Linked DNA regions of Oryctolagus cuniculus: region 2 is linked to region 1. A link is a contact called in public Hi-C data. All regions are on one chromosome and are shown on one strand. The core of a region is the stretch at or near the end of the contact, and the rest is flanking DNA. Distances in the headings are between cores, read along the strand shown.

What was found. A called contact is a pair of places that touch in the nucleus more often than the background predicts.
Region 2: a contact with region 1 is called in a Hi-C map of skin fibroblasts, with 2.6 times the contacts expected there. The contact joins two enhancer-like sites. A contact is called at or near these places in 2 of 6 Hi-C or Micro-C datasets (skin fibroblasts and an unstated tissue).

The regions. Positions count from the first base shown.
Region 1 is chr11:7,536,873-7,544,586 of mOryCun1.1, reverse strand. No RefSeq gene overlaps it. Among named protein-coding and RNA genes, the nearest start is that of BCAS1, 120 kb to the right of the region's middle. Within about 2 kb of position 4,041, at least 4 of the 8 cell types and tissues checked have an H3K27ac peak or open chromatin away from gene starts, as enhancers often do.
Region 2 is chr11:7,602,902-7,610,615 of mOryCun1.1, reverse strand. It overlaps LOC127487355 (a long non-coding RNA gene), which reads left to right. Exons shown (of 5, transcript XR_007914147.2): 2 at 491-562; 3 at 1,322-1,390; 4 at 5,586-5,790. It overlaps LOC127487358 (a long non-coding RNA gene), which reads right to left. Exons shown (of 2, transcript XR_007914154.2): 2 at 4,381-5,635. Among named protein-coding and RNA genes, the nearest start is that of BCAS1, 190 kb to the right of the region's middle. Within about 2 kb of position 2,940, at least 2 of the 8 cell types and tissues checked have an H3K27ac peak or open chromatin away from gene starts, as enhancers often do.

The DNA of each region.
Region 1 (7,714 bases), core at 2,792-5,291:
TCCTAGGTACTTGTAGATTAAGAATTATTTTATTCTTCTGGTGAATATGACTCCTTTTGCTATTATAAAATATCTCTCTTGGGGCTGGTATTGTGGCGTAGTGGGTAAAGTCACCACTCGCAAAATGCTGGCGTCCCAAATGGGAGCCGGTTTGAGTCCTAGCTACTTCACTTTCTGACCCAGCTCCCTGCTAACGCTCCTGGGAAAGCAGCGGAAGACGGCCCAAGGGCTTGGACCCCTGTCACCCACATGAGAGACCTGGAAGAAGCTCCTGGCTCTTGGCTCCTCACTTCTGGCTTTGGTCTGGCCCAGGCCTGGCCATTGCTGCCATTTGGGGAGTGAACCAGCAGATGGAAGATCTCTCTCGCTCTCTCTCTTTCTCCCCATTTCTGTTCTTTCACATAAATGAAATAAATATTTTTAAAAAATCTCTGTATGTTACTTCTTTCCTTAAAAATTGACTTCATCTGAGCTGGTGCCGTGGCTCACTAGGCTAATCCTCCACCTTGCGGCACTGGCACACCAGGTTCTAGTCCCGGTCGGGGTGCCGGATTCTGTCCCAGTAGCCCCTCTTCCAGGGCAGCTCTCTGCTGTGGCCTGGGAGTGCAGTGGAGGATGGCCCAAGTGCTTGGGCCCTGCACCCCATGGGAGACCAGGATAAGTACCTGGCTCCTGCCATCAGATCAGCACTGTGTGCCAGCCGCGGTGGCCATTGGAGGTTGAACCAACGGTAAAGGAAGACCTTTCTCTGTCTCTCTCTCTCTCTCTCTCACTGTCCCCTTTGCCTGTCAAAAAAAAAAAAAAAAAAAATTGACTTCGTCTAATGTTGGAATAGCTGTATTAGTTTTCCTTTTGTTACTGTGTACATGCAATAGCAGTTTCCATCTTTTTATTTTTAAACTTTCTCCATCCTTATATTTGCAGTATGTCTCTCTTTTTTTAAAGATTTATTTATTTGAGAGACAGGGTTACAGACGGAGGGAGAGACGGATCTCCCACTGCTGATTCACTTCTCAGATGGCTGCAATGGCCAGAGCTGGGCCAATCTGAAGCCAGGAGCCAGGAGACAGAAGCTTCTTCCAGGTCTCCCACATGGGTGTAGGGACCCAAGCACTTGGGCCATCTTCCATTGCTTTCCCAGGCCATCAGCAGGAAGCTGGATTGGAAGTGGAACAGCCGGAACATGAACTGGTGCCTATATGGGGTTCCGGTTCTGCAGGTGGAGGCTTCCTCTACTATGCCACAGCGCCAGCCCCTGGGGTATGTCTCTTGTACACAGAACATAGTTGGGTTTTCTTTTTTCATTTAGCATGAAATCTGTCTTTTAATTGGAGTCTTTAATCCATTTACATTTAATGTAATCATTAAGTCAATATTAACATAATATTAGTATGCTATTAGTTCATTATTAACATAATACTAATATATTACTATTTAGAGTTTCCCTTTTTCTTTTACTGACCTTTTAAATTAAGGAGTATTTTTTAAATGATCCTTTTTCTCCTATTAGCTTATTATTTCCATATTTTCTTTTATTTAAAATCCTGATTAAAATTATTATGCCTGACTTGTCATAGTCTGATAAAACTGGCCTGTCTACTACTTCTCAGGAAACATGAGGCAGTGGGGTCATGTTCAATTCTTTTCTCTCGATGCCAGTCTTGTGCCGTTGCTGCCATGTCTTTTGATTCTCTACATATTTAAACCTCACAGGACATTATTATCTTTTGATACAGTGGATGGTCATTTAGATTTACTAACACATTTGTCTTTATGTCATTCTTCATTCTTTCCTAAATTTTTGTTTTTCTCTTAGACCATTTTCTTTTTCTCTTAAAAGACTTCTTTTAGTGAGGGGATGCTGTTAATGTATTAAGTCAGTTTTTGTTTTCCTGAAGACGTATTTATTTTGTCTTCGGTGTGGATGAGCATTTTTATTAAATGTCGAATTAAAGTTTGGCAACTACTTTCTCTCAGCTGCTGAATTCCCTCCCTCTCCCATCCCCCTCCCTCCCTCCCTGCCTCCCTCCCTCCCTGCCTCCCTCCCCCTCTCCCTCCCTCCCTTCCTTACCTTTCTCTCCCTCCTCCTCTCCCTCTGTTGTTTCCCAACTTTCCTTCCTTTCTGTTCTCTGGCTCCCATCAGCACTGCTGAAAAGTCAGCTGTCAGTCTCATTATTGCTTTCCATAAAAGTAGGACACCATCACTCTGGTCTAGGATGATTGATTAGATGATAGATAGATAGATTTGGTCTAGCGCTTGCCCAGTAAATGAAGTAGCCTGTGAGTAGCAGTTTAGCCATTTTCTGGAGAGAAGTTTTGGATCTGGAGCTTGGTTTCCCCAAATGATAACAGAGATAGCAACTCGGGATCAAAGGAGTGAGAGAAGATCAGAGGAAAAGCAGGCTACAATGAACAGTTTTAATGAAGAGGATTGGACCTCAAAAGATTAGCAGCATTCTGGGGCCAAAGGAAAGATACAAGGGGCAGGATGTCACTTTCTAAAAATAAGTGACCTCAGAACCCCTGAGACTGTGAGATCCAATACTAAGTTTGATTTCTCTGTGCTGTGTTGTAATTTCCAAAGTTACTGACATCCAGAGAAGTTGATCCACTTTGGCAACCTCAAGTAGCAAGTGGCAGGCTGAGATTCACACCTATGCCAACATACTCCAGATGCTACATTTTCCTTATTTCTCTATTTGAAGGGTAGCGAGATGGAGAGAGAGAGAGAGAGAGAGAGAGAGAGAGAGAGAGAGAGAGATCGTCATCGTCCTTCTACTGGTTCACTCCCCAAAGGCCTGCGACAGCCAGGGCTGGGCCATGCCAAAGCCCGGAGCCTGGAACTTAATTTGAGTCTCCAATGTGGCTGGCAGGGCCCGAGTATTTGAGCCATCACCTGTTACTTGTCGGGATGCACAATAGCAGTAACCTGAAACCCAGAGCAGAGCTGGGACTTGAACTCTGATATGGGGTGCAGATGTCCCAAGTGGCATCTTTGTTACTGCACCAAATGTTTGCCTCCAGATTCCACACTTTTAATCACAATACTGTAGAAAGGGCAGAGACTTTAAATTTTTCTTATTATAAGCCATAATAAGAAATATATCTTGAGACTTGGGTTTATAACACAAATAAACCTTTCACTAGTTTATATTACCTATGTTACTTGTGATGCATCTTGAGATCTATCCTATTCTGTTCTATTCTATTCTATGCTATTTTATTCTTTATGCTGGATTAACACTAACAGGTTGGTTTTCAGTTTAAAAGACAAACAATGACAGGGACTTACTGTAAGGATGAATAAAGTACTTTGGCAGGAAATGTTCACGGAAGGGCAAAAGAAGCCATTTCCTTTTATTTTCCCAGAATTTTAACCAGAAAACAGCTCTGGGTCACCCACTTTATTTTCCTACAGCTGGGAGCCTCCAGCAGACTCCTCACCACTCATCAGGCACTGACCCAGGGAGAACCCAGCCCGTCCTCTCTACACAGTGCAGGGTGTGTGGACATCCAGCATGGCTGCTGTGGGACGCCACAAACGGCCAGCCCAGGGCATCTCAGCCTTCTCGGCTCTGCTCTTCTCTGTTGAGCCACTGGAGAAGGCCACGATATTTCCTTCTGGGTCAGCACAAAAGAATAGCCTAGAATGGCCATTTCTTGGCTAACAGTGTTCCCGTGCTGATCTCTCAGGCTGTACTGCCACTGAGGGATTAATGAAAAATGCTTCCCTTCCTCCCCCCCAGAATGCCCTGTCCCGTCTTGCGGTTGACTTACAACATTTCAACTCCCGCCTCTTCCTTTCTCACCATCTCTTCTTCATGCTTAAACAGACTGCAGATTTGCAAAGGAAATGATTAAGCAAATCCAGCGATCTTGGCCCAGGGACCTGATTTTTCAAGGTTCTAGTTTTTGAGAGCTGAAGAAATCTTTTCGTTGAAGGATTTGCATGAGTTTTTTAGCCTTAGTCAGGGCTGGGGCATAATTTCCTGTTTTTGTATTCTCAAAACTGCTAAGCTACTTGTGAACAACTGGCCAGCCAAGATAGGGAGGGGGTGGGGGATGCGGGCAGAGGGCTGTGAGCCAAGGAGGGAGGAGAAAAGCTGTCCTGCTCAGGGCTGGCAGAACCTCTGTGAAAGTGACTTTTTTTTTTTAGGGCAATGAAGTAGGGACTCAGGCAGCAGATTCTAAATAGACATTGAAGGTGGGGGCATAGTGATAAAGAGGAGAAACAAATTCTAGAAGGAATTTTAATGGGCTGACCCTCAAAGAACAGTGGAATCCCAAAATGTTTCCAGAAGCACCGACATTTATTAGGTATTTACTGCATGCCGGGCACAGTGCTAACTGCTTTGTGTGGAGTGTGTCATTAAATCCCCATAGCAACTCAATGGAGTGGATTTCATTGTCATCTTCATTTTATGGATGAAAAGTGGAGTTTGAAGAAGTTAAAACTTGCTCAAGACCACATGGTTAGCAAGTAGCAGAAGTGGGATTTCAACCAAGGCCCATTTGCACCCTGAGCCTGTGTTCCGTTCCTAACCACAGCTCTGCTCTGAAGATAAGCAAGGTGCCAGGGATGTGCCGTGACCAAAACCCCATACACGTTCATTTACTCAGCCCGGGGTGGGAGGTGGGACCTCAACCAGGAACATTCCCTGAGCTTTCCTCTCTCGGTGCAGAGCCTCAAACTGGGGTGGGTGTTTGCTTGTTTGTTCGTTCTTGGATCCTCTGTGCAAACTTCTCTCCAAACTGCGTCTCTCGGGCTCCATGGCCAGCAGGCTTTGGGGTTGGGTCAGCCAGCAGGAAACACTGATGCTGAGATAGCTTCCCTGTCCCTCCTACCAACAGAAAGGCAACGCATCCAGGGAGCCCCCCAGGTCCCAGCTACCCCTGTGCAACCTCCTTTCCACTGGCCTGGCTGTCTCCTTCCCCCAGGGCGCTCAGGATCCCCAGCTCCTGTGACATCGAGCCATGCTGTCATAGCTTCCTTCTGGCTCTCCTTTCTGGGAGCCCCATGCTTGTCTTTGAACTCCTTCTGCACCTTGGAAATGAGTGACAATTTCCATATCCCTCATCCAGCTACTTGCAGGGGCTGGGTTTCCTGGCGAAGACCCTAAGTGAGAGGCAGACTCCGAGGTGGTCTTTTGGGTGCAGGTGGCTTGTGTGGGAGGTGATCCCAGGAAGCACAAGTGGGGGGAGAGGGGTGTTCATAAGTTGGTTGCTAATGTGGGCAGCTGTGGGTCAGTCTTGCTGAGGACCCAGGAGGGAACATGGAGACACCCCACCATTGTCCCATTGAGAGATGGGGAAGCCGAGATGTTTCTTTTCCATCTCTGATCCCTCATTAGTTGAGGTTTGTCCCTGGGGACACAACATTCCAGGTATTTCCAGAATGCCCCGCTGGTGGATTGCACACGCTCCCCCAGCCCCTGGGGAAAACCTGCTGAGAAGCAGGGAAAGAGCAAGGCCTTTGACGCGGGGAGCTGTCGGTGCTGAAAGAGATGGGGGAGGCCATCTGCAGAACCTTCTGCCGTGGCGACCTGGCTCAGAATGTAAGTAGGCACAACCAAGAAAAGCCAAGGGCAGACCCAGAAGCTTCACTTTACTTTAGAATGGGATGAACATGGGGCAAATCAAACATTCTTCTTTACTCCCCTCCACCCCTCCCTCCCTCCCTCCCTTCCTTTTCTTTCTGTATGAGCCAGTCAGCCAACTGGCTATCAACACGAGCAGAGACTGGATAAAGTTTAGGGGTGCTCTGACGACCTCGAGCCATGAAGGAGTAGCCACGTGCTCTGTGTCGGCTGTTGTCCTCTGCACCCTTCTCAGTGATGCCAGCGGAGGGAGCTCTTACCGCCTACCAGGCAATGTGCTTGCGTGCACCAAGGCCACTGTCTCCCTCACGCTTCTTAGCAGCTCTCTAAGTGCCACCATCATTCCCATTCGTTAAAGGACCAGACTAAGGCTCCACAAAGGCAGGTGATTTGCTCAAGATCTCACAGCCTCGGATCACAGGCGTGGGTCAGCTGGGTGGATGGTGGGGCTAGGTTCCAAATTTACACTTGTGACGCTCTGAAATGACCATTGAAGTGTTCTTTCAAGGGGGCTGAACTGGAATAAATGGTTCTAAGCCAGCCTCCACACTTAAACATGAGTTTGGTCCAAAGGGGCCTGGTATGCAATGAACTACAACCTAGCTTGATGTGTGAGCTGGTAGTAGTCCAAACGAAATCTTCTGTAGCTAAGCAACTGAGCATCAACCAATAATAGTAGCTGACCCCTCGACCAATCACAGCAGTGACCCCTCAACCAACACCAGGCTGAAGACTGCCAAATTATGCTCAAATAAGGCAAACCAGACTACACAACTCATTTCCTGTCATTCTGGTATAAGAGTGGCTCCCGGCTCTGTAAGAACAGGCATCAGGAGCCATCTTGGGTCTAGGGTGCTGACTAGTTCTAGAATCTTTTTCTTGCTTAAGCAATCTTTGCTAAGCTAAACCTGTCTCAGTTTTGTTTTTAAACATTAGCCAAAGCCATTAGAGACTGTATCTAGGCTGTTGGTTATACTTTTAAAGAAATTTCAAAAGTCAACGATGGCGTTCTGTGGTTATCTAGCAGATAGCTGAGGGCACTCAATGAGTTGTCATTGACTTGAGTTTGTATCAGATCCCACCAGCAGCCCAATGCAAACCTGTGTGACTCCCCAGCTGGAGTCTCCTCCATGGCTCCCCATTGCCCTAGGAAGAGGGCTTCAACCTCCCTCAACGACTCCTTGCTACCTGTCCTGGGTGATCCGGTCTGTGATGTCTCCCTGCCTCCTCCCTCTTACCTGTCCTACCTGCAGCCGTGCTGAAGCACTTCCCTGTGTCCCTGTAGGCTCTCTGCTTTTGCACTTGCGGCTCCGCTGGGAGCCCCTGGGCCAGCCCTGCTTCTTTCTTTGTGAGTTCGCTCAACTGGCGCCTCCTCAAATGCATAGCCAGTCTCCACCCACTACGATCACGTGGCTGTGCCTTCCTCTGTCTCCCACAGCATCTTGCGGCTTGCCTCTCTTGCTTCGTGTTGTTGTCTTCCGCCTGCCTGTCTCTCCCACTAACGGGAAGGCAGTGCCTTTAAGAGCTTAGGTTGGGTTTCAGCCTTGAGTCTGCCATGTGTTTCCATGGGCAAAGTCGCTTTTTGTCTCCGAGTTTTAGCATCTTCATCTGTAAGATGGGCAGTGTACAAACCATTCATGTGGCACACGATACCTGTGTACAGTAGGTCCAATGTTAGCTTTTATTATCTATGCATCATGAAGGCTGGTCTTCGCACCAAACACTCCGAGAAGTGGTAGCTTTGCGTAGGCCATTGGTTTCCAAATTTTGTCCTGGGTCAGAACCCCCTGGAAGGCTTGTTCAAACATGACTGGCTCCCACTGCACTAGTCTTTGATCCAAGGGACTGCAGCTGGAGAATTTTTAATCCTGACAAATTCTTGGTGATGCTGATGCTTAGGGTCCTGTGAACTACTTTAAGAGCCACTGGGCTGATCACCTGCCAACTGACTGGCACCAGTTTTAGGAACAGGGCAGGGCAGAGTCTCAGAGCATCAGAGCCAGGCTGTCACACAGCACCTGCCACACGTAAAGATAAACTTCCTTGTCATTATTAGCCAGAAGAGTCTCTGAGAATCAAATCCAGTGCTGTTACATAGCTCCTAATGTATGCCTCTC
Region 2 (7,714 bases), core at 1,691-4,190, 67 kb before region 1:
CCTGATACGCTGGAAGTACTTTCAGTATGAATGCTGCTCTGTGTCTTTGCACATGTGTTTGCTATTTGTGGAACCGACACCCTGAAATACACACAGCGTTTACTGGAGTGCAGTCACGCCTGTCCGTTTACTCACGGTGTAGGGTTTGGCGGCCTTTGCACTACAGTGTCAGAGCTGAGTAATTGTGGCAGCAACAGCACTGCCTACAAAGCCTAAGCAATGTACTAAAATTCACAAAAAACCTGCAGACCAACCCCTTCCTTGGGGCAGTGAGAGACCCAGTTGCCCTCTTGACCCCACTGAAATTTTTTTGCGTCCTTAAGCCACACCACACCATCGACTGCCCCAGGAGCCACCTCCCTGCTCTGCCTGGAACCTTCCTCTGCACGCCCACGGTTGGTAGTGACGGGTCTTTTTCGTTTCTGCTGTTGTCCCCGGACTCTGCTGACTTCCTGTCAACGGGGACTCCATGTCTTCCCGCGGTGGGCAGGAACGTGGACCCTACGGCCACAGGACTGAACCTGGAGCCCAGGCTGGTTGCTGACAAGTTGTGGAAGTTCAGGTAAGCCACATAACCTCCTAGCGCCTCCATTTTCTGCTCTATAAAATGGGGATATTCCTAATAACTACCAGTGTGAGTTTTGAAGAGGGTTATGGGTATTGCAGGACTTATCTTCACCCAAAACTCATGCAAATGTTTAAACTCTGATGTCTTAATATTAATGGTTGATGGATTAAGGGTGGAACCTTGATCTAAGTGTGGCATCTGAGAGGTGGGTCTGGTGAGAGGTGTTTAGAGGCGTGCCCTCAGAGGGTGGTTCTCGCGAGAGTTTTGATTATTTTGAAACTGAGTTTGGCCTAGGTTCTCTCTCTCTTCCTGGTCACCATGCCATCCTGCCTCTGCCGCTGCCATGCGCAGCCCCCACAGACACTGGACTGTGGGATCTCCTGATCCTGAGCTGTAACCTCCCACTGTCACATGAAATAAACTCCCAAAGAAGCTCTTCTCAGGGATTTCGTTAAAGCAATAAAACACACACACACACACAGACTAATACTGGGATTAAATAAATGGATGTAGATAAAGCCCTAAGAACAAGGCCTGGCCCATGGTGAGCTCTGCGGCTAGGTTAGAGTTAGCTATTAATTACTCAATACTGTGTCTTCACAATCTAGCACAAGGACCTCAGCAAGTTTCTCTCTTTAACAAGTGAATTTGGCAGGGCTGGGGAGGGGGTTGGGGATGAAGCATTTGTAGAATGGAGACTTTATCTAGTTGAGTAAATAATGAGTATTTCATACTGTTCTTAATCTTTTCCAGACGCTGCTGTGTTTAAACGTTATGGACTTTAAGCTTGTAAGCTTGGCTTACAAAACAAAGACAAATCAGGTCTGCAAGTGTTTGAATCATTTTAACAAATTAATTGTTTTTTCCCCCTGTTTAGTATCTGTATTGTGCTGCCATGGCCCAGGTGAGACCTAGACATAGTATGAGTCCTATACCAGCAAGCTATTGCCACAATACTGCCTTGTATCAGATCACCCTAAAGTGCAATGACTTCAAAAAACAATTGTTCATTCTCACATAGGCATCTGTATATTGGCTGGAGCTCAGGTCATCTGAGTTGACCGGGGCCTCAAGTTGTGTATTGCATCTGGGTTTGGTCCACGGGTCTTGTCCTTAGAGGATGAGCATGTGCCTCTCATGATACTGTCAAGTACAAGAACAAAACCCACTGTGCAATCCCACTTCAAGGATTAGCCTGCTAACATCCTGTTGGCTGACATAAGTCACGTGGCCAAGTCCAACATTAGTGCTGCAAGGAAGAATATTCCATCTAGAGCAGGAGTGGGAGCAGAGTGCAGATTTTCTGAACACTTAATCTGAGCTATCCCAATAAAAATTACAATGAAAATCAAGCTAAAGTATAAAATAGAATTGTGACTTTCAAAGGGACAAAGACATGCAAGTACATGTGTTGAAATGAAAAACAACTTTTCTGATCATTTCTTTTGACTACCGAGGAGGGGGTATGGGGGTATGTGGCTTTAATTGTGTGTTTGCTCTGCATGTTGGGCGAGTCCATGTGTTTCAACTTTGGACCCTTGTGCCCAGCACATAGTAGGCATTTGATAAAGTTTGTGAAAGGCAGTGATTGGATTTTATAAGTGCAGAGCAATTGCATCAGGGTGTGATGACGCTACTTGCCCAGTTGCATGTGAAAGCCCACGCGACTTCTCTCACCAACTCCGAGGGCTCTCTGGAGGTGGCGCCTAGTTTGTCTGCTCCTCTGCTTTGTGAATGAAATCATTTTCTCAGCCTGATCATTGCTCAAGGAAATGCTTGCTTGGAAAATAATCCAAAGAAGAATGTAGACAAGCAAATAAATAGTTCAATGAACAAAAGATAAAGTGTGAATTAAAACCAGCTTTCAGAGCCTAACATTCTCTTTTCATCTTTTGTTTATTCAGTAATTATACAGTCAATTATAACCTGTACAAAAAGTTTTATATGCCTATTAGTCTATAAATATCTACAGTATATATGTATTTATAGATAAAGGGGGAGGAGATACTCAGGACTGAGCAAACATGTTCTGACACAGAAATAACTTTGCAAATACTGTGAGGTTCTGGATCTGCCATCACTGGTTTTTCCTGACCATGGGGAATCATAACCACCTTTTATTGAGAACCCAACAGGTACCACCCATGGTGCTAAATGAACTGTTTCTCCCTCTGTTCATATTGTTTTTCACCCATACAACAATACTGCCCCCACACCTACTTCTCTTCTACAGAGATTCAGGAAGTAGCTTGAGCTTGTATTTGAATTCCAAGATTTTTCAGGAAGGAATCGGGCTGTGTTAAAACAGGTCTGGCTGCAGGGGAGGACACTATGGCCTCGGCCGACAGAGTAGGCATGTTAATATCCCCCTGGCTACAGCATCTTTATCTCTTGTGCCAGAGTAAATGTCACAGAACACCAACCCCGGGGGAGCAGCGTTGGGTGCAGCCCTTCAAATGTTTGCGATGTATTTCCATTCTGTTCTCCTTCGGTTACTTGGTACACAGCTTCTTTTATTAGATGACTAGGATAGGTGTGGTAAATAGTTCACCTAGATCATCAGGTGCCTCTGGTTTGAAAATGCTGGCTCTCAGCGCTGTCAGTGAAACCCAGAGATGAAATCTTACAAGCGAAGGATAAAGGTTCAAGTAGTCTCCACTATGGGAAGGGCTTAATTAGCCGTGATTTTTAAAGCAGTATCTGCAGATGGAACAGATAAGATGTCTCCTGTCTGTCTGGTGCCTGCCGTGTGGGGGCAGCCTTAATTGAATCATGACTGTTAGCTTTCCTTGGCTGTGAATGAGGGCAGTAGCAGTTCTGATTCGGGTTTAGAAATTGTCCACAGGAAGATCAGGATGGCTTTGCTATCTCTGCTTCAGCCTGGAGATTTCTGAGGGAAAGAGCAGCAATCAGCCAGCTGGGTAATGACAAAAACAAAACAAAGCAGCCTTTTCCTAACTTCTAGGGTTTTCTGTTTTGTTAAAACATGCATTTAGGTGAATCTTTGTTCTACAGATACAGAAAAAATACAGGCCAACGGGTTTCTTCCTTTCCAGTTAAGAACAACCTTTAAAAGGCATCCAGGAAGAGTTGGCCCTGCTGTCTGAATTGCTAGTTGGGAGAACAAAAGAAGCAAGGGAAAGTTTGACTTGACTTCCTCTGCAATTTGTTTACATCATCGGAGCAGAAAGAATCTGGGGCCTGGCTCTCCACTTCCTGATGGAGACAGGGGAAAAAGAGAGAGAGAGAGAGCCTGGAGTGGGATTCGTGGGGATGCAAAGCGCTCCAAACGCCAGCGGCTGCAGCCCCAAGGGCAAAGGGAGAGGCCGCCGAGGAGCGCAGAGGCTGTGATGGCCAGGGTCCCCCACGCCGCCCCTGCCCCAGCCCTGGGGCTGCAGAGAGGCCGAGCAATGCCCGCCTGTGGCTAGGGAGTCCTTGGACCGCACGGCGTCTCAGCCCTGGTAATTCAAAGACCACAGTGTTGCCATGCAGTAGCCTTGAGCTGTGAGTGCTTCCTGGGCAATCCAGCGCCATGGGACTGGATCCAACGATCAGGTCCTGTGCACCTCTGCCCGCAGCCTGCGGAGTCAACCAATCCGGTCAGGCAACTTTCTGGGGGGTGGAGGTGTCCAGGTATGTACTTTATCCCTGGCAGCAAACTTCTGGGATTTTAGCCTAAGTTGTTTTCTGTGTCTCTAGGATCTTCTGCGCAGAACGTCTCTATCCCACCCACCCACCCACCCACCCTCACTTTTTCTTTTCTTTTCTTTCTTTCTTTTTTTTTTTTTATAAGAAAAACAACTCCAGGCAGCTGAGCTCATTCGATAATCGCTGTTAGCTTCCTGCCACTTGCATTGGGGCGGGCGGGGCCTGGAGGGGGAGGAGAGGAGGACCAAGGATTTAAATGGAAACCATCAGACTGCTGTCTTCTTCAGAAATCTCCCTTATGCGGTTTTCTGGACATTCTTCAGCCGAGCTCGGCCCTTGCTGGCCCAGGCCGGAGAAAACCACAGCCCTGCACGGACGCGTTCGGCTCAGCCCCTTCCAGGGGCAGGAACGCCGAGGAGATGGCAAACCGTGCAGATGGGTGGGAAAGACACAGGTGGAGACTCGGGCCAGAGCCGGTGCGGGGTGTGGGGGGGGTGGGGGGGCCCTTCCTCGGGAGCCTGGGTCACTCTTCCTAAAGTACATTTTTTTGGTGAATTACTGTGGCACTCAGAGGACAAAATGCCGTGCAGTAAAGGCCAGAGGCTGCTGGAGGGATGCACCCCTAACACGCGGGGGACTTGGAACTTCCCGGCTTCTGTGCATAGCTGCACCTCCAGTCTGCAGGGCAGGTTTCAATGCATCCTCTTGTCTAATCCCTGCTTCCTGCCAGGCTGCCCTGGGTCTTCCTTTGAAGGCTCAAACACTCAGCATTCAATTAGCCCTTTGAATCCCCCTCCGATGCCCGCCGGGCTAAATACGGTCGAAAGTGTTGTTTTAAGTGGAGCTGATCTGGGGGAGAGGTAACGTAATCTTCTGAGTGTGCAGAAGCCGAGAAGCAAGGTGGCAGTCATTCCTGCGAGCGCTAGGCACGGCCCGAGTGCCTCTGCTCACTTCTATTTTATGGGCATAGGAACATTGCAGAGTACAAAGGGCTAGTGCATACAAAGGGCGCTTGGCGATTCTTTTTGCTTGTTCCCCTGTACTTCTGTAGCATGTTTACAAGGTTAATAAGCACGCTTTTCTTCACGGTGTGCCGTAAATGCTCCAACTACTGCTTGCACTTTGATTTGAGCATCATTCAAACGGCCTGAATGGAGCAGAGGTAGCCTTTGTCTCTCATTGATTCGGAAACAAAAGCCGCAGGGAAGAAAGTTTACTTTGCCATTCAGCAGCAGATGGACGCGTAGGTGATCAATTCAACCAAGGATCTGACGCCTTTTCATCTTCGGAGAGAACTGCCCTCTAGTTATGACAAGGTGGGGTTTGGCTCTCTAGTTTGCATTTATCCTCCTGTGCTCTGATCCAACAGGCAATTATGCCAGCCACACACCCAAGTTTCCAGGAATAAGAAACAGCAACCTGTGGAAGAGAGCGGCGTCAAAGACAGAAGTAGTAAACGGGCAGGCGTTTGGACAAGCGGTTAAGGTGCCCGCCCAGCCCGTGCGGGAGCGCCTGGGTTCCCTCCCTGCTCTGGCTGCTGATTCCAGCTTCCTGCTAATGAGATCCTGGTTGGCGTAAGTAGTTGGGTCCCTGCCACCACCAGGGAGACCTGGATTGCGTTCCCAGCTTCTGGCTCCAACCGGGGTCCAAGCCTCGGCTGCTGTAGGCATGGAGAGAGGAGAGAGAGCTGGCAGATGGGGACTCTCTCTCTCATTCCTTCTCTCTGCTTCAAGGAAAAAAAAAGCATTTAAGTTGTGTTGAGTCTGTGGTCTCTTCAGTGAGTAATTCCAGGGGCATCATAAATCATTTTCCCTCTCCCTTGTTTTTCCCAATGCCTCTGGCGCGGAGACCGTCATCCTGCGCACTACAGACGGCTAGTTCACTAGGGCCAGGATCCTTGTTTGCTGGGAAGAGGCGGTGTGCATTTGTAGGATGCTGAGCAGATTCCCCAGCCCCCCCCCGCCCCGCCCCCACTGGGCTCCTCCATTCATGGTGTTCGAAGCGCCCCCTAGCGCTGTCCTCTAGAAGGGGAGGTGTGTCCCCCCTCCCCCCGCCCCGCCATGCTGAGAACCTGAGCACCAGGGAGCTCTTGGCACAGGATCCTGTTGGAAGAAAGGTGAGGGCCGTTTAGCGGCGCTGAACCATGGGATGGTGAACGTGGCTGGTTGCAGACCCCGTCACTGCACGTGGCATTCATAGCGTTCACCTGAGAACCATGAGCGAGGAAGGGAAGAGACTCAGAGGGTGCAGGGACAACTCCAAAGCCACCGGCAGGCGAGGGCGCGGCTGGGGCGCAGGCGCGGTCTCCCTGCACCTGGCCTGGTGGCCAGCCTCTCCCCATAGACTTTGCCGTTTGTCTCACAACCTTGAAGTAACATGTGCGTGTTTACTTTTCCAGGGGACACAAAGGGGCAGGTAGTGCAGTAATAACACAGATGCACTTCAGAAGGTGTTGGGAGGGTCACGGGGGCCACAGCGACTCCTTCATTAAGTATCTGAAGAAGAGAAGTGAGACCTCGAAGCACATACTCTGAGGCCTGTAAAGCTAGGGTTGTTCAGTTTGGACTTTCCCAAAGGTCACTTTCAAGACATGAAGGTTTTTTTTTTTCTTCAAGATTTTAATTATTTATTTGAGAGGCAGAGTTACATGGAGAGAGGAGAGACAGAGAGAGAGGTCTTCCATTCACTGATTCACTTCCCAGATGGCCACAACGGCTGGGGCTGCACTGATCTGAAGTCAGGAGCCAGGAGCTTTTTCCGGGTCTCCCACGTGGGTGCAGGGGCCCAAGCACTTGGGCATCTTCTACTGCTTTCCCAGGCCACAGCAGAGAGCTGGATGGGAAGTGGAGCAGCCAGGACTCAAACTGGAGCCCATAAGGGATGCTGGCACCGCAGGCGGAGACTTAGCCCACTACACCACAGCGCCGGCCCCTACTGCATTGTCTTAAAAGCTTCCTACATACACCACTGGGAAGCTAGCCCCTCACGAAAGGTTTGGAGCAACAGTAAGGGTGTCTGGAAGCCGCCCCCACTGCCCTGCTGTGCTGGCTTCCTCCCGCCACCTCGGAGCCCTCCCTGGCGCTTCCAGCCTGGACCTTCTGTGTGCCGTGTCCACGCGGCCTTCCTTCCTTCTGCATCCAAGGGGCAGCTGAGGAGGTGCCCTGGCCGATCCCTGGAACGAAGCCAACTAGGAAACGTTCTGTGTGGTCAACGTGGCCCACGCCTCTCCCTCCACTCTCCAGGGCCCTGCTGTGTTTGCTTTCCGGATCCTCTGTCTCCTCCCACCAGAATCTAGGCTGTGAGTCCCGAAGGCTTCCTCTTGTCTCAGTGCCCAGAACAGAGCTGGGACCCTGGAGGCGCCCAGTGACTGCTGGGGGCTGCAGGTGGATGCCTTCTTGCCCTTTGTAAACCTTTGCCTTTTCATGCGCGATAATATTATGTTTAATATTTAAATGTCTCAGCATGACAAATTAAGTACTCCAAAGGTTCATCACTTAT